Linked DNA regions of Mus musculus: all the other regions are linked to region 2. A link is a contact called in public Hi-C and promoter capture Hi-C data. All regions are on one chromosome and are shown on one strand. The core of a region is the stretch at or near the end of the contact, and the rest is flanking DNA. Distances in the headings are between cores, read along the strand shown.

The links. Promoter capture Hi-C pulls out the DNA fragments that hold promoters and counts their contacts. A called contact is a pair of places that touch in the nucleus more often than the background predicts.
Region 1: a promoter capture Hi-C map of hematopoietic stem and progenitor cells shows a contact between it and region 2. The contact joins the promoter of Akap6 here to the promoter of Nubpl in region 2. A contact is called at or near these places in 9 of 39 promoter capture datasets (the C10 cell line, cranial neural crest, embryonic stem cells and 4 more), 2 of 115 datasets of contacts at active chromatin or transcription factors (astrocytes and embryonic stem cells) and 2 of 9 other capture datasets (adipose tissue and liver).
Region 3: a promoter capture Hi-C map of hippocampal neurons shows a contact between it and region 2, with 2.0 times the contacts expected there. The contact joins the enhancer-like site here to the promoter of Nubpl in region 2. A contact is called at or near these places in 10 of 39 promoter capture datasets (cranial neural crest, embryonic stem cells, frontonasal cranial neural crest and 6 more), 1 of 115 datasets of contacts at active chromatin or transcription factors (embryonic stem cells) and 2 of 9 other capture datasets (adipose tissue and macrophages).
Region 4: a Hi-C map of the Ba/F3 cell line shows a contact between it and region 2, with 4 times the contacts expected there. The contact joins the enhancer-like site here to the promoter of Nubpl in region 2. A contact is called at or near these places in 21 of 39 promoter capture datasets (the 3T3-L1 cell line, 3T3-L1-derived adipocytes, the C10 cell line and 13 more), 7 of 484 Hi-C or Micro-C datasets (the Ba/F3 cell line, the N1E-115 cell line, bone marrow-derived macrophages and 3 more), 3 of 115 datasets of contacts at active chromatin or transcription factors (embryonic basal ganglia, embryonic stem cells and stem cell-derived neural progenitor cells) and 4 of 9 other capture datasets (adipose tissue, liver, macrophages and 1 more).
Region 5: a promoter capture Hi-C map of hippocampal neurons shows a contact between it and region 2, with 6 times the contacts expected there. The contact joins the enhancer-like site here to the promoter of Nubpl in region 2. A contact is called at or near these places in 15 of 39 promoter capture datasets (the 3T3-L1 cell line, the C10 cell line, the HPC-7 cell line and 11 more), 2 of 484 Hi-C or Micro-C datasets (bone marrow-derived macrophages and muscle stem cells), 5 of 115 datasets of contacts at active chromatin or transcription factors (T-cell acute lymphoblastic leukemia, astrocytes, bone marrow-derived macrophages and 1 more) and 3 of 9 other capture datasets (adipose tissue, liver and macrophages).
Region 6: a promoter capture Hi-C map of cranial neural crest shows a contact between it and region 2. The contact joins the enhancer-like site here to the promoter of Nubpl in region 2. A contact is called at or near these places in 10 of 39 promoter capture datasets (the 3T3-L1 cell line, cranial neural crest, embryonic stem cells and 4 more), 1 of 484 Hi-C or Micro-C datasets (pancreatic cancer cells), 2 of 115 datasets of contacts at active chromatin or transcription factors (embryonic stem cells and fibro-adipogenic progenitors) and 3 of 9 other capture datasets (adipose tissue, liver and macrophages).

The regions. Positions count from the first base shown.
Region 1 is chr12:52,697,946-52,702,334 of GRCm38.p6, reverse strand. Akap6 (A kinase (PRKA) anchor protein 6) reads right to left here and starts at 2,952. Exons shown (of 14, transcript NM_198111.2): 1 at 2,893-2,952.
Region 2 is chr12:52,094,950-52,099,203 of GRCm38.p6, reverse strand. It overlaps Nubpl (nucleotide binding protein-like), which reads right to left and starts at 1,458. Exons shown (of 11, transcript NM_029760.2): 1 at 1,313-1,458; 2 at 704-851. The coding sequence starts at 1,420.
Region 3 is chr12:52,753,183-52,757,517 of GRCm38.p6, reverse strand. The region is part of intron 1 of Akap6 (A kinase (PRKA) anchor protein 6); the gene reads right to left. Among named protein-coding and RNA genes, the nearest start is that of Gm51971, 43 kb to the left of the region's middle. Within about 2 kb of position 1,672, at least 3 of the 459 cell types and tissues checked have an H3K27ac peak or open chromatin away from gene starts, as enhancers often do. A contact at or near this core is called in hippocampal neurons, where this site is marked.
Region 4 is chr12:52,636,020-52,640,738 of GRCm38.p6, reverse strand. It overlaps Gm35239 (a long non-coding RNA gene), which reads right to left. Exons shown (of 7, transcript XR_001780617.2): 4 at 708-797. Among named protein-coding and RNA genes, the nearest start is that of Gm23296, 34 kb to the right of the region's middle. Within about 2 kb of position 2,693, at least 55 of the 459 cell types and tissues checked have an H3K27ac peak or open chromatin away from gene starts, as enhancers often do. A contact at or near this core is called in the Ba/F3 cell line, cerebral cortex and palatal mesenchyme, where this site is marked.
Region 5 is chr12:52,833,629-52,837,786 of GRCm38.p6, reverse strand. All of the region lies in intron 2 of Akap6 (A kinase (PRKA) anchor protein 6), which reads right to left. Among named protein-coding and RNA genes, the nearest start is that of Gm51971, 37 kb to the right of the region's middle. Within about 2 kb of position 2,151, at least 125 of the 459 cell types and tissues checked have an H3K27ac peak or open chromatin away from gene starts, as enhancers often do. A contact at or near this core is called in adipose tissue, astrocytes, hippocampal neurons and 3 more, where this site is marked.
Region 6 is chr12:52,894,113-52,898,548 of GRCm38.p6, reverse strand. All of the region lies in intron 4 of Akap6 (A kinase (PRKA) anchor protein 6), which reads right to left. Among named protein-coding and RNA genes, the nearest start is that of Gm51971, 98 kb to the right of the region's middle. Within about 2 kb of position 2,723, at least 82 of the 459 cell types and tissues checked have an H3K27ac peak or open chromatin away from gene starts, as enhancers often do.

The sequences.
Region 1 (4,389 bases), core at 1,703-4,202, 600 kb before region 2:
TTTACAGTAAAAAATGATCAGACTACAGTTGAGAGTGCATTCTACCTGTGAAATCTGACTTTCGGATTAGAATCAGGAAGGGTGGGGTCCTGCAATTGAGTGGGGATGAGTAAAAGAAGGCATCATAACACTGGGGTAGCTGTGGAAAGCTCGCAGGCTTCACAGCCAGGCTGCACTGGTTTGGAATCAGCCCAGTAACGTATAAAACATGTGACTTTAACCAGGTGACTAAACTAGGAATTGGTTCTGTAAAATATGAGTACCAGTGCCCAATCTCCTGAAGTGAGATTGGTACTTTCTATCTCCTGACTCCTCTTGAGAGCTAAACAAGCTGACGCACAAAGCCTGGCTCAGTAAAACTGATAAATAATGAACTGAATAAATAGTAGCTATTAGTTGTTATTGTAATTATCTGTATTAGTCCCACTATAGCCTAGCTATCTAGAAAGATTTAAATCATTATACCTTTGTAAGTCAGTAACAAAACCATAACCAAAAGTATAGGTTAACAGTTTGTGAGACTTACACAGTCTAAACTTGGCCACATGGGCAACACAGTTTTGATAATATTCCAGTCATTATGTACAGCAAAATACTTGAAATTCTAGAAAATTTTCACTGAGGCACCAATAAATCCAGCCACAGAACAAACTCTCTCCCTCCCCCATACACACACACACACACACACACACACACACACACACACACACCACACACCCTTGGGGATATATTAAAACTACCGCAACTGAAATAGCCTTAGCTAGTAATTAAGGCACAGCTAATCAGAGTGCAGAGTGCAGCACAGGCTGTGGTCCTCCAAGAAACAGAACCCTGGGTGACAGCTCTTGCTATCAGGGCTTTGTTCTCCTGGAGCAAAAAAAGCACAAAAGCATAAAGTTGAGGAACTGTGGCTGCATGTTGTGGGGGTTGGGAGGATGACAGGTTTGCCTGCGCTGGGCGGATGTTCCGCTAGCGTGGCAGTCCACACCCGCCAGTGCCCTTCTCCACCCTCAAAGCATGACTTCACTTTTCTAACACTGCCCTTAAGGAATCTGGCCTCCGTGACTTCCAGTAACCATACGTTTCACCCAGGAGGAAGCAGCGGAGAGCACTGTTAGACAAAAGGGGGGAGAATTAAACCAGGAGAAAACCCACTAAACCGCTGCCTTCTGTTTCACTCCTAGCAATTTGTGTCACTGAACAAGTCTTTTCATGTCGCTTCTCGGGAGCAGTACTTCAAGGGGTTCTAACTACTTTCCCTTCCCCCATTAAGGCCTTTCTCCTCCCTTTTACCTGAGAGCTTCTGACTTGGCTGCGTTCACACCCAACGGTCCCAGCAGAGCTCTCTGTTCATACTATGCGTCACACACACAAAAAGCAGGCAGTGAGCATCCATACTACTAATTGCTCGTGGGAAGGCCAGGCCGAATTGACCTCTTCCATCCCATATAGCTGCACGCGAGCAATATAAGCTTAAAAGACTGGGAGTAGCATGTGTGTGGTGTGGGGTAAACAAACTAATTAAACCCCGAGCTGTACCACTCCGCCTAGTGCCTGTGCCTAATGGGACCGCTGTGCCCAACTCCATAGGAGAGAAAAATCAACGCAAGCTGGCTGGAGATGTTGCTTTTCCGGCTTCCTCTGAAATATCTGTTTTAGGCTCCATCTAAACTGTTTAGGCTCCAGCAATCTTAACTAATTACAAGCAACTCAGGGGGTGCTATTCTTTCCAGTAAGACTGTATAAATAAAAACTATCAGCTCGACTGCACTGAAACACAGGACCACTCCCTGACTGTAAGCCGGCAGATTGAACAACTGAACGGGCATGTGCTTTCTCTCCCCCAGTAGCAATCAGTTGCACCAAGGAAATTCATTTCATTTCCCAAAACAAAAGGCAATGATACCCTGTTCCATACTGACCTGTTAGACTGGTTTTTAGCAAATAAAATAGTAACGATTCTTAAAAGCAAGCCCTGGATTAAACGTAAACATCGTATGTTTATCTGGAGCTTTGGAATTGAGTTGAGGTTCCGGGTCCAGAGATTTGCATTCCTAACAAGCATCAAGGCCCCTGACATTTATCCATCACACTGGGTTGGGGCTAGAGTTAAGCATGAGCCCGCGGGCGGGCGGGCGGCAGCGCCACTGGCCTTTCCAGAGTCTCTCTCCCGGGTTATCCTTGACTGTAACTGCCGCAGAGGGGAGACTTGCTCCTCTCTCAGTTACAAACCAGCCTGGAAGCAACTCCAGCTTCAGCCTCTTAACTATGGAGGACATGAATTGAAGAGATTCCACACAAATCAAAAGGCATAGATAATTTCATCTGGTTTCAGTCTTAATGTTTTTAACAAATTATTTCTTGAACATGCAAGAGAATCCCCTTTCACATACACATAAGGTTATGTCAAATGCTTATTCAGCACTCATTCCTTGCCATGAAGAATCTGAAACCCAATGGAGGTAAATACTGAATTCCGTTCTGCAAGTCACTAAATATTTCATAAATCACAGAAGCAAATGGGACCAATTAGCCCTGCCTCATAAAAAAAGAAACATATCTTTACAATGTTAAAATACAATGAACTACACATTTCAGAGCTTATTTAGGCTTTTGCAATAGAAAATTTTCTGTGCTTTTTTTTTTTAATTCATGAGAATACTAAAAATAACAGGCGGAGACGGAGCAAGAAATCTTTGCATTTTGATTTTTATGCGACTCTCACAGGCCTTTGTCTTAACACAGCAGCCTGAAAACAGAATTAGGCAAAACAACCCTTCTTTCTCCAGTCCATTTTAAGCAGACAACATCCCCCCATCCCTGCCTTAGTAGACGCCACAGACTAACCAACAAAACAGCGTCGCAATTAAGGCCCAAACGTTTAACACTCACCATCTCCTGCTCCCAACGTCGCCTTTTGATGTTTACAGCACATCTGTAGGATGCAATACTAGGAGATGCCTTGTTTGACCTGCTGCATGATGCTGTGACATCAGTTCAGATGATGCAGCTCATTATGGGAAAGGCTGCTGTTGCTATGGCAACTGGGATGTGCTAGGAATCCTTGCTGCATTTCCAGTGGAGCCTGAGACAATACAAAAGCCCTGTAAGAAGCAGACAATATGCAAAATGCAGTCCAAAGAAACAGGGCTCCTCATTGGACTAAAATCTGTAAGTTTAAAAGGGGATTTCTTAGAATAATTTTAGAAAACAAAATAAAAATTACCTCTTCGTTTGCTGCTCTACATTGAGAGAATAAAGGTGCAAGTGGAATGTCGATTCAGTACTCAGAAAATACAAACTCGTATTCATGGTTCCCTATCAGGCAATTTGATCGCTCTTCTCCCTGGCTAGTAACGATACCTCTTTAAAAGTTATTAAAAAGAGGTTTAGTTCATCTGACAAAGAGAAAAAGAACAAAGCATGGATTTTGAAACAATTTAAAATGTAATAAACAGCTGACCAAGTGAGTCTAATTCTAAAGTGCACAGACTAATAATCGTCAGAACATGGGCAAAGCCTCCGCCAGCTAGGTCTGCCCTGAGGGTGTTCTCGGGTAGACACCACCCCACAGAGCCTGCTGCTGGAGAACTCGCTACCACTTAACCTTCAGGAGCAGTGAAAAGAGGTTGGATCCTAGAGACCCTTCCCCTATCTGACAGAGAACTCTTCCTACACATGGCCAAAAGGCAAGTATCTTCTGGGGTTAAAATCTGGAACAAGTGGAAGACCTGTAGAAGTTTCTTGTGACTGCCACTCACAACCCTTGGGGTTTGTTTTGTTCTTTTTGAGGCTGTAAGACTGCCTACCAAGGAGGCTATTACTCTCTCCCCTCCCCCACTGGACCTCTGACAGGCACATTAAAACAAGACTCCAGGAGGATTTCTCCAGTTAGTGAAAGGAAAGGAAATCCAAAGAAATCAGTCCTTTCTTTCCAGTGTGAAGCATAAACAAGCATCATGTTGTGACCCTGAGGAGAGCTAACCGTGGACCAGCTACCCATCTCACTCATCTAAGGCTTGCAGGCCACTGACAGAGAAAGGCACAGCCAAGCTGACCTACATCCATTCTGTCTCTACAGCTCTGAGAAAGCACAAAATTCCGAAACCTAATACAGAATGAGACAATTATATTGTCCAATCATCTCTTAATTGTCCCATACTTCTCTTAATCAGCAGCACAGGGGGTGGTGGGGTTGGAGGGGAGGCTCTGAAGGAACTCAGGCAGCCTCCTGTAAAGAAAAACTGATAAAATCAGAAGAGGTGCCACTATCCAGCCTTCCACAGAGCAGCCCTGCCTTGGATGTGAAGTCATGATTGCTCTTGCTTTTCCTAATAAGGAACAAGGAAGGGAAGAACAAGAGTAAAACCTGTGTATACACTCAGCAGC
Region 2 (4,254 bases), core at 209-2,708:
TAAAGAGGATGTGAAGACAAGATGACTCGGAGAGGAGATGGCTCCAAATAAGTGCTTGCCACACAAGCACAAGGACCTGGGTGTGACCACAGCACTGGATAGAACAGAGGAGAGACAGGCAGGTCCTGAGAGCTAGTAGTCAGGCAGCCCTTGAAAAAATGTGGAGAACAACCAAGACACCCAATGTTACCCTCTGCCCTCCACACACATGCACCTGAGCACAGGAAAGTCTTGGTGACTTTAGAAATGCTATAAATCATGTGATTAAATGAAAAACAAACACAGTAATAAGTGTTCTCATTGCAAATATTCAGGTACATGTACAATGACAGTGAAAAAGAACAGACATAATTTAGTATACAATTACTGGATGTTTTAAAAGTAACAGCAACCAATTCCTAGGCGCTTCTATGGCAAATACACTGGGCTAAGTGGTCAGTGCAATTTGCATACCAGCCTTCGAAAGAGATTCCCAGTTAAGTGAACATAATACCGGTAGACAATCTAACTACTTTTTGCTCTACTGAATAGGCAATCTGGTAATGCAGATGTTTATTAGTTCAGCTCCCAGCCGTTATCAAATCCTAGTTCTAAGGAACCAATGTCAGAAACATCACAGATAGGAAGCCTGAAAGGTGGTCATTTACAGTGCATTTGAGAGCATCACTCATTAGTCAGGAGGGGAAGGGACACCTTACAATACCTGCGGTGGTAGACTTTCCAACACCACCCTTTCCAGAGGCCACAACAATGACTTCTCTAACACCTTCTATAGGCTTCTGCTTAGGAAGTCCTCGGGACATGATTTGTGTTCTTCTTTGTTTCAAGGCCTCACTCTCAGCGCCTAATAACTTTAAGTTAAAAAAAAAAAAAAAAAGTGATTTAAACCAATCATTCTCATCACTGGATTACTATGCTGTAAAAGAGAAAACAACCCAGAGTTTGGGTTTAACGGGGCTTTCTTTTCTAATAATGTTCATTGCCATAGACTTAGCCTTTAGGTGGTCTTTATTAAATGCTAATCTCAACGTCAAAGGTAATTGTTCAAGCTGAAATTTGTCTACCAGTGTAAGTGAGGATGGAAAAAAAGAAAAAAAAAAAAAAACCCTGAAGTGGACTTTTTACCGAGTTAAGCCCTCCGCAGATTTGCCTTTTCCTTAACCTATTCACTAAATAACCCCAAAACAAGAGAGCACTGTGCATGCCACACATCCATACTCGGGACAGTTTGGGACCACAAGCCCCAGCCACCTTGTAGCAAACCCGCTAGCGGGAGCGCGCAGGCACCACCCCGCCCGCGCTCGGCACACACCTGGCGCCCACAACCCAAAGCTCGGCACCCCCGGGGCGGGACAGTGGCCGCGCCACCACCCCGGAGTGACACCCCGCCAAAGAGCAGCAAACGCCGCCAGGTCCCCATGGCGCGCGGCTCTTGCTCGGGCCGGGATGGAAGCACTTGGCGTCCGGCGCGGAAAAATGACGTCACGTGGCAACCCTTGGCGTCCCCTTCCTGGAGATGAGCCTGATTGGTGTTTCTTCAGCTCAGGGACTCCATTTGATTTAATACTGTTTGTCATCAGCTAGAAATATTTTTTTGCAGCGTTTAACCAGATATTCCCAAAGCCTTTTCACATATAGCACTTTAGTTTATTCTTCCAGAGTAAACAAGAAGACTTATTAGGAAAAAAATATATTTTATGTTTGAAGGGTGGCTTTATGCTAGGGCTGAACTCAGGGCCTCCTTCACACTAGGCAAGCACACTGCCAAAGAGCTGCGTCGCCAATCCTCCTCTCTTGTTATTAATCTAAAAACTGAGATTTGGAAATTTTAATAAGATATCCCATCTTAACAGAAATGGGAAAAGCTGGAATTTGAGGATTAAGTTTTCCTTATTGCATAGTACTGTATATGGTCATTTCAGCAATGCCACTGTTAACATTATTATATTTACACGTGTGTGTGTTCACGCGCGCGCGCACACACACACACACATTGCGTGTGACCTACAGTACAACTGTGCACTAAGCTAGTGTCCCGTCCCGTCCCCCCCCCCCCACCGCCTTGTATGCTTCTGTTGCTAATGGTTCACAAAAGAGAGGTGAGAAGCCCTTACTAGATTCCAAAAAGTTTAGCTAAATCAGAAAATAGAACAAGTAAAGAAGCCTAGTTGCGAAGGAACTTAAGGGCTAGGCTAGTAGTAAAGCATTTGCATAGCATATATGACGCCCCAGGTTCAATCATCTGCACGGAGATTGGAGTAAAAGCTTGAGGGAGGGAGGGAGCAGAATTTTACTTGAGGGAGGTAAGAATGTGTACATATAGATAATCAGCACTATATCCAAGACAGATGAAAGAGCAAAAGCAATCCCTTTAAGAACAATAACTCACACACTTATCCAGAAACCAGATCCACTTAAAGATGGCTGGAGGTATGGCTACGGTTTGCCTTCAAAAGTCTGCATAAGACTTTCTCGGGAGGGTTTTTATTTCCTTCGTTTGCTTCTTATTTGTATTTATCATATCAAGGACTCAAAATCAGTTTATTTTTCTCTGATCTAATTCTTAATTTTAGTATTTTTATTATGGGCATAACAACATCAAAGAATTGCCTTAAGGATTACTATTCCTAGTGAAGTGTATTCCACGACGTAAGCTCTGAAACGGCCTCCAGACTCTTGCTTGCTCCCCTCAAGCTACGGCCCTTGTTGTTTCATTCCTTTATCTCTGCCTTACACTAGGCTCGCCGCTTTCAGCTTGCCTTCTCTCACATATTCTTTTGTGGCATGTGTCCTCAAATAGCTTTAGATTTCTTTTCAACTCAGTTTTTGTAAATGAATAGGAAAAGACACAGCTAAAAAAAGAAACTATGAACTGTCACTATAATCTGTTCACTAAATACCAAATGCCTACTTATTATAAGCAAACATTATGTGCCAAACACTAGTCTTAGAATATTCTACACTGCACCAACTGTAATACCCTCCACTAAAAGATACAGTCCAGAGCAAACAAAGAACAATTATGCTATGGCATGATATGTAATGAAAAGAGTGCTGAGCACTACAAGAGGCACCTAGTTAGTTAAGGACAGGTCCTGGGTGAGAAAACACCTGGGTGCTGGCAAAAAATGGGGGTGAGCTGGAAGAATAGCTCTGGAGTCGTGCAAAGACATCAGACAGACTGTTAAGGACTGCGGATGGTATACGCCCCACATATATTTATGCTTATTTGTCAATTAAAATAAAAAGCATGCTTCTCAGCTAGTAAAAACAAAGACATGAAATTCTCAGGCAGATGGATGGAACTAGAAAATATCATCCTGAGTGAGATGACCCAGCGCCAGAAAAACATTGGTCATAAAGTACAGGATAACCATGCTACAATCCACAGACACAAAGAAACTAAGTAATATGGGGGGCCCAAAGGAAGATACATGAATCTCACTCAGAAGGGGAAATAAAATAAACATCAGAAGTGGCTAGAGCGAGGGACCTGGGTGGAAGAGGGGGTGAGGAGGAAAACGGAAATGGGGATCAGGTGTGGGAAAAAGGGAGAAGGCTGGGAGGGAGAATGGAAATCTGGCCAGTCAGAGGGCAGCATCTCAGAGAGTAGCCAGAGACCTGGGATGGTGAAGGCTCCCTACAGATGTAGCAGATATACAGCTTGGTCTTCATGTGGGTCCCCTAACAATTGGAGTGTAGGCTATCTCTGACTCTTGCCTGTACTGGATCCTTTATCTGGTCTGCCTTATTGGGCCTCAGTGGGAAAGAGAGCAGCACTTGGTGCTGTTGTGATCCCCAGGGAAGGCCGGTACCCAAAGAGGGTTTACCCTTTCACTGAGGAGAAAATGAGGGAGGGGTTTTGGGGTGGGTCTAGGAAAACAGGACAGAGGAGGGGCTGTTCTATTTATTGAAAATTAAATAAAAAACATTAACAAACCAAAAGCAAGAATTACAAATAATCTTAGCAAATTTTTTGAGGATAGAGTGACTGAATGGGATAAAAATGGAGGAGGGTGCTGATTTGGGTCTTTTTGTTTGTTTTGTTTTTGTTTGTTGTTTGTTTGTTTGTTTGTTTGTTTGTTTGTTTGTTTGAGACGGTATTTCTCTGTATAGCCCTGGCTGTCCTGGAACTCACTCTGTAGTTGGACTTGAACTCAGAGATCTGCCTGCTTCCCAAGTGCTGGGATGAAAGGCTCGCACCATCACCACCACGTGGCTGGGATAAACAGGTTTTAAATAGGACTGAAACAT
Region 3 (4,335 bases), core at 423-2,922, 660 kb before region 2:
AGACCAATTTCAAACAGAATAGACATGAAAGTCACTCAGTGGCACGTAATCAGATTTCTGAAGGTCTAGGACTTATGTAGCAAGAAACAAATAAAATATAATTGTAGGTTTCTTGAAAGGAGATATGCAAGAAAGAAGACAACAAATTGGCAGTTTTATTGTGATGAAAGCAAACTACTAATATTGCCCAATTAAAATGTTATATCCACTGAAAACGTCTTCCAGAAATAACTTTGAACTTAGGCAAAGAGAAGCTAAGAAAAATTATTATCATCAGTGTTGTGCTATAGAAAAGTTTAAAGGCAGTTTAAGCGAGTGATAAATAATATACAATAGAAACTTAGATTTACAGAATATGTGAAAAACATTAAAATGTAATTATGTGGATGTATATTTGTTTTTCAGTATTCATAAGGAACAGGTTACAGGGTCTCTCCCTAAATACAAAATACCACATGTGCTCAAGTCTTTTAAATGCAACAGTTTTGTCTTTGTAAAAACATTACATACTCCTGTGTGAGTGTGTGTGTGTGTGTGTGTGTGTTTGTGTGTGTGTGTGCATGCGCACGCAATTTTTTATTTTTCAGTTATGCAGGGATGGGTGAAGTATGTTCAGATAAGTTCAGTTCCCCAATGAGGCTAAAACAGTGCATCAGATCCCCTGGAAGTGGAGTTGCAGTTAGTTGTGAGCTGCCCAAAATGGATGCTGAAAACTGAACCCAGGTCCCGTGGAACAGCATTACATTTTCTTACCGTCCTGTATAACTGAAATAATGTAAATGCGATATAAATACGCATTATGCTGTACTGCTTGGCAAAGAGTGACAAGAAAAATAGCCTGTATATGTTTAATACATATAGGTTTTCTACAGATATTCCAGTCTAAAGTTAGTTAAAACCATAAATAACAAAATCTGTAGATAATGTAAGTCTACTGTTGTAAATATATAGATCTCTAGGAGGAAAGTGACTATTTAAAGAAGACTAATGTTTTAGATTTACAACATACATAAAAATAAAACATGTAAGAAGATAACATGAAGACTGAGAAAATGATTTGAAATTTGCTTGATTTTCACATATTCCAATATTATATTACATAAATCATTTGAATACACGTATCATGTTATTGTATATTTCAATATATAAATTGTTTGAATAAAAAGTATGATATTATGTATATATTTCAATATTATATTATATTATATTATATTATATTATATTATATTAATTGTTCAAATACAAAGTATGGTGTTATATATGTACTTTATAAACTTTAGATCAAGAAAATGGCATCATAATAGAAGAGACAAAGTAGGTTAAAAACTAGTACTCAATGCTATCTAATACTTAAATACCAAATATTCTACCCAAAAGAAAAATGAGAGAAATGAAGAAACAGTAGCTAGAACAAATAGAAAACATCTTGCAAGGTTCAACCCAAACACATCAATAATAACATTAAATATAAAGTAAGTATTCCAATTAAAAGGCAAAGATGGCCACAGTTAGAAAATAAGACCCACCTACTATTTCCTATTTCTCTAGGAAACTTACTTTAAATAAAGGCACAGATAGGTTAAATGAATGAAAAAGGCATGCCATACAGGAGCTACAGATTTTCTAGCAGTGTCAAATAGACTCCATCAGAAAACAGAAGGGACCTGTAACCATGGCAACAGAAATCAATTCAAGAGGAACCATTACATAAAAACAGTAGAAACTGTAACGTACCTTTCAGATTCCTGGTTTCGTAAAAGTAATTTCAATTGTAAGTAAAAGAGACTATAATACAAAAGGTATAGTATTCACATATTTGTATAAATGTAATATCTATGTGTGTTTGTATAATATCCATAAGCAGATTACATTTTCTGTCTGAAATGTGGGTACATTTTCCTTTACAGGTTATCCTTATGTTGTTCTTAACCAATGATAGCAGTCTGCCTCTAACAGGCTGCCTGTGTGCAAGTTGCTACTGCACGATAGATAGACTCAATCACCTTCTTTTTGGCTGCGTTGACCTGGCAGGCATGACTGGAAAGCCGATGTCATTGATTTCTAGCGTCTCCAACACTTCCTGTCCAGTTCCTCTTCGTGCACCTCCACCTGGATGCCTCGCCACTGCTCAGCTCTCTGTTTTCTCCCCTTCCACAACTCCAAATATGAACACCAGCCACATCTGTCTACCACTCTCTTAGAAGAGAAGATAATCGATTTCTCCACTGCAGGCTAATGACCAATAGACTACTCCTGAAGTAAACAGAATCTTCTCTCACTTGATTTCTTTTGATGGCTGAGACTGCAACCTATTCCATCACGTGCTTCCTTCCCTGAGTCTCTGTACCTTACTCTTGTCCTGCTTCAAAACAAACCAGCTTTTATCTCCTTGCCTCTAAGTCAGTCCCACTCACTCTTTGTTCTCCAAAGGCCCTCAGCTACGGTCCATTTCTGTCACATCTAATGTACATGCGTGTACCTTGAGGGCAGTAGAAAGCCATAAACCACAAATTAGAAGAACTGTGTGGTCCCTGCTCTGTCTCTGAACAGGTAATAATGTCTGGTGATGTCACTTAGCATGTGTGAACTTCAATTTGTTCTTATGAGAAAAAGAAAAGCTATTTCATTTGTTTTATTCTATTTACATATGCAATCTATTCATTTGTTTAAAGATTATCTATAGATTTAATAAAAATAATTATTTTATTTGTTTAAATAAAATATTGTTTATTTAAAGATATTTTTAAAAAACTTTTTCAGCTCTCATGCTAGAATTCTAGAGACAGTTTCTGGTCTTTAATGATAATCTGAAATACAATCAAATCTCCTCTGTGGTATATCTGAAAAAATGTTTTTCTAACTTATAAAATGTCATTGAAATGTGTTATCTCATTTGAGGAACACTACTGAATAACACGAAGTCTCAGACGGCAGGTGAACATGTTGCAGTAGAAGATGGTGCATCCTCTCTGTCTTCAGCCATTTGCTCTTCCTTATTCCCTCCCCCTCCGTGGCTCTCTCTGCTCCCCATCTCCTGGCCCTTCTCCCACCCTTCCCTCATGCTTCTATTTCTTTCTATCTCTCCTTCCTTATCTCTCTCCACTTTAAAACTTCAGAGATGGCACGGGGAATGCATCACAGCTGACTCTCAGAAAGCTAGTAAAACTGCTAAGCTGTATTTGAAGTCGGATCTGTGTTAAGCTTGCACACAAGTACACGTGTACACAAGTACTGACTTAGTCTGTTTTCACGCACTCAGAAACAGGTTGAAAAGTTACTCTCAGCCCTACCTGGCTCCCATCAGGCCCATGTGAGCACACACTAGTTGTGTGAGATTGCTGCAGACGGATAAACTGACTCAGTGGTCTCTGCAGAAGTAGAGACCCTAGACCGGTAACTGAGCAGTTACTCTCTTCCTCACAAAGTCCACCGGGCTGCGGTGCTCTGAATGAGAATGGGCCCAGTCTCCTATGTTTAAATGCTTGGTTCCCAGTTAGTGGAACTGTTTGGGGATGGGTAGTAAGTATAGCCTTGTAAGGACATGTGTGACCTTGTTGAAGAAGGTGTATCAATAATGGGTTTTGAGATTTCAAAAGCCCACACCACCACCCAGTCTCTCTATCTTTCTTCCTCCTGCCTGGAGATCAGCATGAAAGCTCTCAGCTACTGCTCTGGCCCCAGGCCTGCCCACCGCACTCCCTGCCATGACTGTCATGGGCTAAGGCTCTGAAACTATAAACAAGCCACCAACTAAACAAGTTCTTCTAAAAGTTGCTTTGGTCATGGTGTTTCTTCATAGAAATGGAGCAGTGACTAAGACACGGATGTTGAAGCTCCTCTCAAAACACTCAGTGCTTAGAGATTTGGCTCCAGAGAGTTCTTGCTCTGGAAGAAAGAAAGCTTCTTAATAGACTGGATTCCACATATGTGTACAGAGGCATCTAGGAACAGAGATCATTAAAGCCAAAAGTTTGTGAACTTGCGGCTCTTGGTGCTGACTACATCGTTTCCTGGAACAAAAATCAAAAAGCCTGGTTTTATAAAGAAAGCGGGGAGATGAACTCTCTACTGCAGAAAATGAAAAGCCGAGGACTCAGGACCATCACTAAGAAAATATGACTAAAACAAGAGCAGAGGTTCCTGAGCAGGAAGTTCTGTGAGGTTCTGCGGCCTCGGGCACTCCAGGAACTATGGCTTACTGTGTAGTAACAGTCAGTCCAAGAAGTGCACCACATACAACCAGTGTGAGTTTCCTGGCCTCAGTGTCCCCATACCTAGCAAGGGTTGGTCAAGGCAGAAGGAAGGGCGAGCTTCCACAATGAGCCTGGAGCTGAT
Region 4 (4,719 bases), core at 1,444-3,943, 540 kb before region 2:
GTATTTGTCTTCTTCCTAATCTTCCTAGGGAATTCACAGTTCCCGTTGTTGTTGAAACTGGGATTTTAAGATGTAAGTGATGTTGAGATGCCATCAGCTCTTTAATACAAGGAAGACTGAAGAGAAGGGAAGAATTCCAGGTAATACAACTTGGCATGACTTTGTTAACAGGCCAAGTTCTATCTGGTCACCTGCTAAAGAAAACCATCATTACATTGGCTCTGTTTATTGTGAGGGAGTCATGCATGGCACAGCTCCCCTGTAGAGGTCAGAGGGCTCCCCTATGGAAGCCAGTTCTCAGCTTCTACCATTTGGTTTCGAAGGTGAAACTTAGGTCGCCAGACTTGGAGGCGAGTGCTTTTACCTGCTGAGCCTTCTCCCCAGCCCCTGCCTGGTCACCTTTAGCAAGAGAGGATTTAGAGCAAATTAATTCTATCAGCTCTACCACTGGGGTGAGATGGGTAGGAAAATACCCATCTTTATCAAAATTTTGGCTACAAGGCAACCCCTGCAAACTTTTGTTTCTGTTGAATTTTTTTTCTTCACTTTAATGCCTTTCTTTGAAAATATTTAAAAGTCTAAAATATTTCCCAGATGATACAGATCTGCTGAGTTCTCAGCTAAGTTGCAAAAGCTTAATGAGATCACTTCTTGAACATAATTGTAACAGTGTGTCCCATGTATGTAAATCGGGGGTCCTTCTTTACCTTCTTCATGTGGCCTTGAGGGTACAACTTCTGTGTGTGTCCATAAGACTCCAATCTCTGAGATTCTGATGGCTTCCGGTTGTTCAGAAACTGTTATCAATAACAAACAAACAAAAACCCATTTATTCCTTGGGACCATCTATTTACAATGAAGTCACCTTGTGACTTTCTGGATTAAGTACAAATTTTCTCAGCCCCCACCTACTCCGATCACATCATCTACCCTCTTTAAAGTTAATTTTAAAGTAAGTTTTAATTCAGGTTTTCTCTACTACCAATTTTCAGTTCTGGTTACATGAAGCCACCTACCATACCTGCCTCAGCCAGGGTAGGTCTTCTTTTTTCCCCTTTTAATTGTCACAGGTTGCCTGAATTAAAGCTTCAAAACATTTGGGGGAAATTCATAATGATATTCCTTAATAATAAAGTCAGTTTTATTCATTTAGTAGCTATTATTTTTTCAGCTAATCATAGATATTAAAATGCTGTACTCCTGTGTAAAAAATATTTCCAAAGCATTGTGTGTTTGAGAAATTTCAATAGGGCGACAAAGCTGGGCCTCCACACCCTGTCCCAGTTGCTTTGAGGGCCTGGCTGCCAAAAAAATCTAAGTTTTCCCCATGGGAGGAGCATACACACATCCATCCAGGAAGGGCATCCTCCTGCCAGAACTCCAGAGAAAGTAAACGACCTGAAGGACGGTGAAATCAGGCCAAGCATTTACTACAGACAAGATCCGTCTAGGAAGCAGCGACCCAGTTAGTGAGGAGACGCTACCCTCATTCCACTGTGCTTTTATTTTTGTGTTCCTATGTGGGTCACAGCACAGAAAATTCTATGGCGAATTTTCCAGGGAAAAGATGGAAGTCACAACTGAGAATTGTTGACCCCACTTTTTTTTCTCACAAGTTGTCACATGAAAGAAAAGCTGAGACCATAGGGTTTAAAAACTGTGCTTGCCCAAATTTGGAGATTTTATAGATCGGGAAACATTTGCAAGGAGTTTGATTTATTGCTACTAACATTTTCTTTGGCCAGGAAAATGAACATTTTTAATTCTTGTCACCAAAATTCCTTCCCTGAGAAAGATGTAAATGTCTACCCTACACACACCCCAAATCTCAATGACAAATCAAAGTTTGGAGTCCACTAAATTTGACCTCAGGGGACCAGAACGTTGATGGGACTTATGTGTACAGCATGAGTAAAGGGACACTGACAGCAGCCCCAAAGCAGCCACACCGCAAAGTCTTCACGCAACATGGATGGTGGCTTCCTCATAGCTGCTGGATGGACACTCCCTTCCCTAATCTACCCCAGCTTGTATGCCTCAGCCTTTCCCAGACGCTGAGGCCACATGCAATTAGAGCAGAACTGTTTGTAAACGACTGGGGAAAGTGGCCGGACGCACTACTGAGAGTTCAACGACTATCCATCACTTCTAGGAAGTGATGACAACAGCCCTCGGTGGTGCACGCTAGCAATGGGTAAGGCTTATCTCAGGAAGGCTGCAGCAGTTTGTCTAGAGGATGGTACTTTACGCCTCTGATCTGCATCACTTAATAAGAAGCCGTGTTGGCACTCAGGAGTAGGGAGACTATAATCCTTACAGAGAGAAAGAGGCTATATCTTTTCTCAGTGGGTCAGTTGGCCCTCCTGCTTACGTAGTGCCTAACTTGGATTAGATATTTTGTTTTGTGTTCACTTTAAACCAAAGCAAACAGGGAACACCAGGCAACACACTGGATCCCTGGCGTTCTGAAGCTTGAAGATGATGTGAGGACCCTTCGCGAAGCAGCCCAGGCCTGAGCTGGGAGAGCGAGCTCAACACAAGTCAGAGGAGAAATCCCTGTGGGGTAACCAGCTCCCAGCCTGTGAGAGTCGATAGGAAACCAACCGCACAGAGACTGTAGGCTTTATTATCTGCCAGCCTTGGGAGTGGGCCCGGGTGGAGAGGAAGAGGGCCCAGAACTGCACCAGCTTCTTTGCTTCTCAGCTCTCAGAACTTGCTGAGCCCTTTCCAGCAGGTGGCAGAACACTCACATAGAAAATTCCAAAACCACCCAGCTTTTTTTTTTTTTTTTTTTTTTTTTTTTTTTTTTTTTTTTTTTTTTTTTGTCTCTCAGAGGTCCTTGGTATCAGTTCTTTAAAAGTTAGCGGGGCTAAGGGTGTGCTTAGCAAGCACGAGTCTCTGAATTCAATCCCCAACGTGAAAAACATTTTTTTTTTGTAAATGCCCGATGTGTTGGAAAGGATTCTGCATATTTTAAAGCCGCACTCACACTCCACCCTACAATCCTGGTTACATGATACTTTGGTTTTCACAGAGAAGCAGAAACTGCAGGAAGAAGCATAACACAAGGAAACCCTGGATGATCAACTGCAAAGGCTTGGATCAATACCATCTCCGTGTTAGAAACCCAGCGCGTAGCTTCTGCATTGAAAACAGCACTAGTCCCAACAGAAGCTTTCACTGTCATCTGTCACCTGTGTTTGTGGAGATGCAATTATAGTATATATAAAAAAAATCATCCATGGACTTGGCATTGCCTCTTTTTAAGGAGAAAAGCTGTGCAGTTGTCAAAGTTACACAGGAGAACCACCATAATTCAGTGTCTATTTCAGGTACTACACAAGGCAGATGGCTTGCTTTCTAGGACTAAGGATCTCATTCTGCAGTGCCCTGCCCTGAACAAGAAAGGTAATGGAAAAACATCCCATACAAAAGGAAAACCCACACCATGTAGTTCTTAAAGAAGCCACTGCAACTTAGGAATCGGGACTACGACTGTGAGCTTTGTGAGTAATTTTGAAAAATAATTTGAACTACAAAAGTAAGATTAACTGTGTTTCTCCCAAACATCCAACAATCATATCCACAGTACCACTCTCAGGCCTAAGTAAATGCAAGTCAGGAAATGAACCTGAGGGGTTGGGCAATGGTGGCGCATGCCTTTAATCCCAGCACTTGGGAGGCAGAGGCAGGCAATTTTTTGAGTTCGAGGCCAGCCTGGTCTACAGAGTGAGTTACAGGACAACCAGGGCTACACAGAGAAACCCTGCCTCAGAAAACAAACAAACAAACAACCCCCCCTAAAAAACAGAAAAAAGAAAATGAACCCTAGAATAAAAATCCTAGAAACACTTAGCAGCTTGAATTTGATTATTAGATTCATACTCCCTCTTCATGCTCTCTTCTTTGCTTTTCAGGTTCAGTCTGGTCTTCCCTCATCCCCAAATAATAGGGTCCCCAAGATGTCCTATGCTCTGTACTTTCTCAAATGGTATCTGCCTCCTGAGACAACGTTTCTTATTGCTGGAAAGGACCTGGCAGGAGCCAATGCAGCTGTTTCTATGGGGAGTGAAACTTGACCCTGAGAAACAGAGTCCTTAAAGCCACAGCTCAGCACCCCTAGGGTCAGGATTTACCCCATCATCACCGTCCTGTCACCTCAAGGTTTGTCATCTTCACCATTCAAAAGTACATGGCTCCATCATTCTTTCTTTAGAAAATAGCCCTTTGGTGGACCCGGCATTTGGGATTACACTTTTTTCAGAAGAGACAGGCAGGGCAAGCAGGAGACAACATCTTGAACTATATGGGTACTTTCCATTTGAGGAATCACGCTCTGCCGGTATGTGACTCATGCTCAAAACATACAAACACCAAGGTCTAAGCTGTGGTGAGCTGATCCTTGGCAGCTGAACAAACTGTAAGCTCCATGAGAGTGGGCTCTGTTGTCCCCATTCCCATCCCCTCTGCCTCATCTCTCCATTGCCACCGTCACCACCACCTTCTTTATAGTTCCCTATCTTACTTGGATCTAGAACTTTTCATCAAAACTCTATTACTAGTAAATACCTACCATCCACTGACGCTTTGATAGCCTTTAGTTTATTGTTTGACATCTCTAGAATTTCAATTTAACCACCTTAAGGGGAAAAAGACGTTTGCCCCCATTGTAGGCCTCCAATCTGAAAGATCAGCTGCAAGACCTTTGTGACCAAGCCC
Region 5 (4,158 bases), core at 902-3,401, 740 kb before region 2:
GTGGGAGAAAAATCCCTCAGTTCTTCCATTTGTTACGTGAGTTTGAACTAGGAAGGTGGAATTAGGAGGAGATGCGGCCCAGGCACCTGCCACATGGTAAACGTCAAGCAAAGTTCTACTGTGACTGTCACAAACTCATATGCAAAGTAAAACATGCAAGACCCTGATGTCCATTCCTTTGTAATACACTCATCGGTTGTAGCTTCATGTCTCCATCGCCAGACAGAAAAGTTCAAAATATATACTTCCTCAAACAATATATGTACTAATTATATATATATTTAATTATATATATATATATATATATATATATATATATTTAAAATTGAATGTGGCTGGACTTTTCCAAATAAATAAAGTTTCCACCTACTTTTCCAAAATTGGCATATTTCTCATTCTTCATAGCAAAGAGCATAGAAATTTAAAACGGATTCAGAATCAGAACCATTTTAAACCATGGGGAAGGAGACAGTCAAAAAAGGGTTCTTAAACTAAATGCAAGATCCAATGAGGTTGAAGTAATCTACAAACCCTGGTGGCTCTGGGGGCTGCACTGAGCTCAGCAAGATGCCGCCCGTGCCTTTTGTTTGTGTAGCAGAAGGTAGCATGGATTTAGTTTGATGCCAAAACAGTCTACCATTCTGGTTGTCTTAAAGCCTTGAAACCAGAGGTTCTCAGGCCTTGGATCCCCTTTCACAAGAGTCACATATCCGCACATCAGATAATTACGTTACAATTCATAACCTTAGCAAAATTCTAGTTATGAGGTAGCAATAAAATAATTTTATGGTCGGGGGTCGCCCACAACACGAGGAACTGTGTTAAAGGGTTGTAGCATTGGGAAGGGTGAGAACCTCTCCTGAGACCTTCTCTTCTCAGAGAATCCTAATGGTAGAGTTCAAAATCCTACAGTGTTTCCATATCAGAGGACTTGTTTGTCTGCACTGCTTGTCTATGCTACGCATAGCAACCAATATGAAGTTGCTGCTGACCTATAGAAACAGTGAATCCATGGGCTTCAGCCTCCACTGTTGTAAGTCGGCTGGATATGGGAACCAGAGGGCTGAGGATACAAGGAAGTGGATATATAAAAAGAGATTTATTTTATGTTAATAATTTTTTTTACTTCACCTCATTGAAGTTGGGTCACAAAATCAAATGCCAAACCTCTTCGCATGGAAGGAATTAAACATTCCTAGCACTGCTGAAAAAGCAAGGCGCGCTCCGCTGTCTGCGTTAGATCCATGACCCAACTGTAACAGAGTGTGCCAAATAAGTCTAACCACGAACCGAGACAGGGAAAGCAGGGCGCTCTGCCCACTGTGCCAGCACAAGAACCACGTGCGTAGCAGGTGAACAAGCTCCCCTGAGAACAAGACCAGGCCGCTACCTGTCATGCAAAACCCTGGATTTTCCAGTCCTCCTTGCTGTAATTCGCACTCCCTTCAAATGCATCTTGTCCAGGCTGGTTTGCTAAAACAGCTGGATGAATCTACAGGAATGCAGAGAGCGAGGGAACTGCCACGCCTGGCTTCCCCAGCCCTCTCTTCCTTTCTCCCTTCATCCTTTGGAATTTTGATTAGATTATGACAATTTGGCTCGTTCCAGGAGCAAACACTGCATCTTCTGGCTTTTCTAGTTTGAAAAACAGATGGTCCCTTCACTGGGCCCAGGGGAAAAGGAAAACAACTTGTTATCAAGAATTTCCTTTGGCTTCTGCTTTGCAGTTTCTAGTTTCCCAACATGCAATTCCTTGACGAGCTGGTGCGCTTGTGGGCTAGAGCCAGTGTGAGCATCCAGGAAGCAGATCTGTAGCAACTTTTGTCTCCCCTTGCCCATTCTCCCAGCCCAATCCTCATCCCTGGCCCAGTGCCTTCAGAAGTCAGAGCAATAGAACCCTAACCTGTTATTTATGTTACTCGAAATCACTGTTTCGAAACTCAATGTAAATTAAGCTACGGGTCAACCTCAGAGAAAATTAATACAGAGTAAACTATTTTCTATACTGCAGTTCCAAAACCCCAAAGGGGTTTTTATTTGAGCAAAAATATACATGCTTAAAGGAGCTCCTTGGCCCAACTTGAATCGCTCTGAGTGAGACAGAGTCCAGTTTGAACTGGATTTTCCTTTGTAATCTCTGTGGCATTCCAAACATTTCTACACATCAGGATTACATCATATTCCCCCCTCCCTCCTCCCCCTTCAATACAAACAGCCATTATACCCCATTTTCATGACCTTCGGGTTCCCAGTATCAAATTACCCAGCTGGTAATTTCTATCTCCCTTGGTTGCTAAGAGATGGCGATGGTCCAGACCAAACTAATATTCCTGAACGCTGAACCTCAAGTTGCCATAGGAGTGAATGAAACTCAGCCGGAGCACAAAAGGGCTCACCATTTGGCAGCCAGGCTGTGTGTCTTTCACAGCTGCAGGAGACAGTTGGTCCAGAGAACCTTTCTGCCATCTCCCTGCCAAGTCACTGCCACGTTCTCAAGCGGTTGACACAATGGCTTTCAGCAGAAGAGCTGCCATTTACATTACAGAGATCAGTCTGCTGTCCCACCGTCTCTTCTGAATTAAGTTTCATGGTTCCATAGCTAAAGCCCCCCCCACTCCGATACAACAAGCCCTTTTAATGACAACAGTCACAGAGAAGGCACTTGTAGGAAATGCTAGTGTATCTCTCCTCCTTGTGGCCTGGCCTGCTTGTCTGCTCAGGCTCTTACTCCCCAAGCTGCTACTCTGGGGCTCTCAGATGAGCCCTTCCTGGGTATTGTCCCACCATGGCCACATCTCCCCTGGGAGCTTTCCACACTGGGAAAGCTTTTCCTGGCTGCTCTCTGGAGAGGATCCAAAGCTGGAGGGAGACACCTCAGGGCTCCTGATTAAAAGCCCTCGCCTCTACGGTAGATGCTCGAGGATAATTTGGCTAATCGGTCAGCTTGATCTGGTTTCAGATTCCTCTGACATTTTCTCATCCTCAACAAACCTTCAGAATGCAGAATTCAGAACCCCAGGTCCAGGATGGACTGCCTAGGGACCTGTGACAAACGTCAAACGTCACATTTCTTGTAAGAACAAAGGTTTCTAAGCTTTATGCTTTGAAGGCTCATTTTTCAAGTTAGAGCTCATAATTTGTTAGCCCAGGTCATACCCCAGGATTCCTAACACTCTGCAATATCTGTGTTTCCAAACAGAGTCCTGCAACAGCATGCCCAGCTTTAACTTTAGCCAATCCAGTCAGGTAGCAATGTCAGCAGGATCCCGTAAAATGGAGAAGAAAGACACAGATAATGAAATAAACTAGGAAGACACTTCATACCTTGGACAGAGGTGCCTGTGTCAATTAACACTAATTATTCAATCAAGACATTTGCCCTAGTGGGAGGCACAGACTCCATTCACCCCAATTAAGCCAGTGGATGCTGAAAGGATTTACAGGAAAAGCAAAGGAAGGTAGAATATATTCAGCAGTCGAGAGGCACGGGGATGTGAATCCGTCCTAGCTCGTGGCCGTGACCTTGGAATTCCCTGTTGACGTGTAAGACAACCCAAGAAAGGTTGTGCATGATAATCTGCAGTTTAGGACATCTGAGTTCTGCTGCAGCATGCGTTACCGTATACCCTCACCAGCAGACTGCAGGGCCAGTCACGGGTCAAATAACTTCTGCTTTCTTTAAGCCCTTCGATAATTAGAACCACAGAGATAATGGGATTTAGCCTAGCTTGTGGAACTATGTGTTAATTGCAATGATAATTTTCATGACTATGGACCAATCCATTTATTACTTTTAAATTCTGAAATTTTTAAATGAACCAACAATATATTACTTTGAGTTTTAATTTGAAATATTTAATAGCTATTAGCCCAGATTTTAGAAAAGGGGAAAATTTTGTAATATGTAAGAACCTGGCTTATCATAATTGTGCACTTAAAATACTTTCCAAACTAGCCTCAGCCTGTAAAGAGATTTTCTTGCACTTTGAAGTCTATTCTGTTATCTGAAATGGTTAGATAAGTGTCTCGGGGAATTTGAGTGAATTTGGAATAGTATTAGATTATGAACCAACTGAACATTAGCCAAAAAGAAGCGAATGGATGGCTGTAAATACTCTGATTTTCATAGGAAGCTTGCTAGGTTTAAAGGTGTGTGTG
Region 6 (4,436 bases), core at 1,474-3,973, 800 kb before region 2:
CACCTTTGTTTCTGTCTCTGCTCCATCTTCTGTCTTCCAAATACACACACGTGGGAGGGGGAAATGACAGATTATCACCTATAAGTGACACTTTGCCAATATGATTTTCTTAAAACATTCAAGAAAGCACAATTACTTCCTTTACCCGAGTTAAAGCATGAGGGTCAGTGGAAAGCAGACAGAGCCGCTCGCTTCTTGGGAAGTAGCCAACACCTTCATTCTCCAGCTTGAAGGACGGAGAGCACGCGGTCCCGACTTACTGGCAGCATCCTTTCGTGATAACACTTTTATTCACAAAGCAAGTCAGACCAGCAAGTAAGACCCTCTGGCTCGCACACAGGCTGATGTCACTCATGACCATGACATAGAACCTAGGCTTTGAGAATGGTTTTTTCCTACCTTGTCTGAACAGAGGACAAGCGACAGTACTGAGAGACATCCCAGAGGCAAGTCTGCCAAGATGAATGTTTCCAGTATGTGACATTTACCTGACCTCATTTGACACAAATTCATACTAGCCCATGCCTAATTCTTCCTGTCTGTCACCTTTGGTCACTCTCTAGGCATCTTATAAACTCTAGCAAGGCCCCGCTCTCCCAAGACATCTGCTTCTTCCATCTTACAGTGCTGAGACTGCATCAGGAATAGTTTCCCACATCCAAGCTTGTTGACATCCAGCCTCACTTTCACGGGCCGTTAAGATTCTCTAAGAGAAGCTCATCCAGAGCCCCATGCTGGAGGAAAACACACCAAAGAATGCTTTGCACAGAAGCAAAGGTTCTTATTGCAGCTTTGTTCAATATAATTGATGCCAACTCTCCAGATTCGTTGGAGAAATCATAATAACATTAAGATTAGCATTCATGTAGTCCTCGTTCTCTGGGATTTCATAAAGCAGTCAGTGCAATGGTGTGGTAAAATATATCACATCTCAAAACTACAAAGTGCACCCAAGCACAGTGGCTCTCACCGCTAACCTCGCCACTCAAGCGGTCAAGCCAGGAGGCTCACCGCAAGCCCGAGTCTGCACTACAGAGTATGTTCCAGACCAGCCTGGGCTACAAAGTTAGATTATATCTCAAGAAATAAAATCAAACTAAAATCATAGAACTTTGATTGTAAACTTGAAGAGACTTAAGTGTTCGTAATTAATAAGTGGAGTTGTGAATAAAACTCAATTGCCCACTGTGAATCATTGGTCAGAGTAGTAGCTTTTCTATCTTTCTTCACTAATAACGGTGGTATTATCTACATATTTTATCAATCAAATGTGATAAAGTATGAAAGGAATGGCTATTTAGTATCTTTCCTGAAATTCTACAAGTAAGCAACAGAGGATATCTTTTTTTTTTTTCAGATTTGTGATTGTCTCCTTCCAAAATACCACACAGTAATGAAAAGTTGTTGTTTCATGTTTAAAGGAGAAGAGAATAATTCACTGGGGTCCTAAGCGTTGCTTTAATTGTATTTTTAAACGTGGGTCAGCAGGATAACTCAATGGATAAAAGCTGCCACACAAGCCTGATGACCTGGCTTGGATCCCAGGACCACGTCAAAAGCTGGAGATGCTGCTACCAGGCCACCAACCCCAGTGCTCCTATGAGCTGGTAGGAGGGGACTGGATAGTCACTCAGAGGTTCATGGGGTAGCCAGCCTGGAGCTCACAAGGCAGAAAAACCCTCCTTCTCTCCCTCTTCCCCTCTCTCCCCCTCCCCCCTCTCTCTCCTCATCTTCTCCTATATCCTTATCTCTCTCTCTCCTTCTTGCCCTCCTTCTCTCAAAATTTAAAATTGTCTTTAAAATGTAAACCTGAATGTCAACGGCATCTTGCTGCTGTAGTCATACGGATACCTGGGTTTCTTCCCTAGTCATGGTCCTTCCATACCAAGAAAGAGTCTACACCACACACACCACACACACACACCACACACACACACACACACACCACACACACACACACACACCACACACACACACACACACCACATCACACACACCACACACACACACACACCACACACACACACCACACCACACACACACACACACACACACACACCACATCACACACACACACACACATACACACACCACACACCACACAGATACACACACACACCACCCCCCACACCACCACCACCCCCACACATCCCACGCCACCCACACACACACACACCACACCACACCACACACACACACACCACACCACAGCGCACACACACACATCACACACACACCACACCACACACCACACCACACAGACACACACACACCATACCACAGCACACACACACCACAGCACACACACACACACACACAGACACACACACCACACCACACCACACACCACACACACACCACACACACACACACACCACACTACAGCACACACCACACCACACACACACACCACACACACCACACCACACACACACACACACAGACACACACACCACACCACAGCACACACCACACACACATACACACACACACACACACACACACACACACACACCACCCTACAATTTTTTTGAGATTTTCATTTTCACATTTATATTTGTGAACAGAACTTTTTTTTTTTTCCAAGAGAACCAGATGCAGTGCCTAGCATAGCCTCACGGTGGTGGTAAATCATCACTAATATTCTGTCAAGGCCCATGGCAAGCTTTGTAGAAACCACAGAAGGCACTGCAGCATTCCTCCTGGGAAAACAAGAAGGGATTTGTTTCTAAGCTGTGGTTCTTCTCAACCAACCTTGAACAATGACCTTGGCACGCTCAACAAATCTATCAGCAGGGTTAATGCAAGGCTGCGTTTCTCTCCTGGCGTTGCCACAACACATTACTCTGAAGACTTATTATTTTATCCCTAAAGAGAATTTTGTGGGCTTATCTTTAAAACCATTGTGTTGATTTAGAATTCTCAACTTGGATTACGGCCATAGTGTTGGCATTTAAGATAACATTTACTGCGTAACCTAACTTGATGTGCTCCCTGAGAACCGTTTATTAAATCTTTACTTCTCCTAGCCCCCAATTTTCAACTTGAAATCTGAAAATTAGCTTTTTCTCCGCTTTTTTTGTTTGTTTGTTTTGTTTTGTTTTTTTCGAGACAGGGTTTCTCTGTATAGCCCTGGCTGTCCTGGAACTCACTCTGTAGACCAGGCTGGCCTTGAACTCAGAAATCTGCCTGCCTCTGCCTCCAGAGTGCTGGGATTAAAGGCGTGTTCCACCACGCCCAGTCATTTTCTTATTTTAAGACAGACCCAAAAACGTAACAAATCATCTTTATGGATCCACAGTTATGTAGTAACATAAACAGCCTACTGCAAAACCCTTTAAAATTGGCCCTAAAGGATTACTGTGCAATTTAATTGAACATTGCGACTGCTTGAAGAACTTTAACAATTGTTATTAGTGTGTGCATATGTATGTGCCATACCACGTGCAGAGCAGTAAGGGGACAGTTTGTGGGACTGATCCTCTCCATTCTCCTTTAGTGGGTCCCAGGGATCAAACTCAGAGCTCCGGGCTTGCACGCCAGCGCCTTCATGCACAGAGCCATCCTGCCAGACCTCCTGGAAGAGTTTGTAAAGCAATAGGGCCTGATTTAATCGCTCTGGGGTAAGGTTTGAGGTTGGGGTGTTTGGGATAACCTCCAGCAGTTGTAACGAGCAGCCACAGCTGAAAATCGCCATGGCTTAGAGGCATGTCCCCAAACGAGGGTCAGATTAATGTATAGAAGCTACCAATCTTATATGCTTAAAAACCTTAAGTAGTTTCCCATCAAAGATGGCAGCTTGGTGACTTGAAGCCAAATCTTTGCCATGAATGTGTTTATTGGATCTATTTAAAAACGGCTCAGATTAAAATTTTAAAACTGAGAGATGTCACATAAAATGTAGGTTTCCTACTTAAAAAAAAAAAATCTCTTGCCGTACAAAGTCACATTCCCACACAAATGGCATCTGCAGCTGAGAGGTGTTGTCCTTTAGACATGTTGTGTAGGCTCCAGTTGAATCAGCCCACTGTCCCTCATTTATGCATCCTATACGACTCATTTCCACAATCCACCTGGTCCCTTGGATCATTGGTTTATGACCCTAGTCTAGAAGAAGCTTACACTTAGCTTCTTACAGTCATTCATTCATGTAGTCATACATTCATTAAACAGATTCATTTCGTAACTTTGCTGTGCAGATATTTGGCATTCGATTCCCTCTCTGGCCCCTTTCCTTCTAACTTCACAGTCCCCTCCTTTCACCAAGTTGTTCTAAGCAGCAGTTACAGCAAGACATATCTGTAGCAATAACACGCTGGTTCATTTCTGAAGCTCCCTGGTGACCTGGACCAATGGTGTGTGAACAGAAGAAATATGTCAAACATTCACGTCCACAGAAGAAAGCTGGCTGCCTTTCTCTCTTTCTTTCTCGGGAG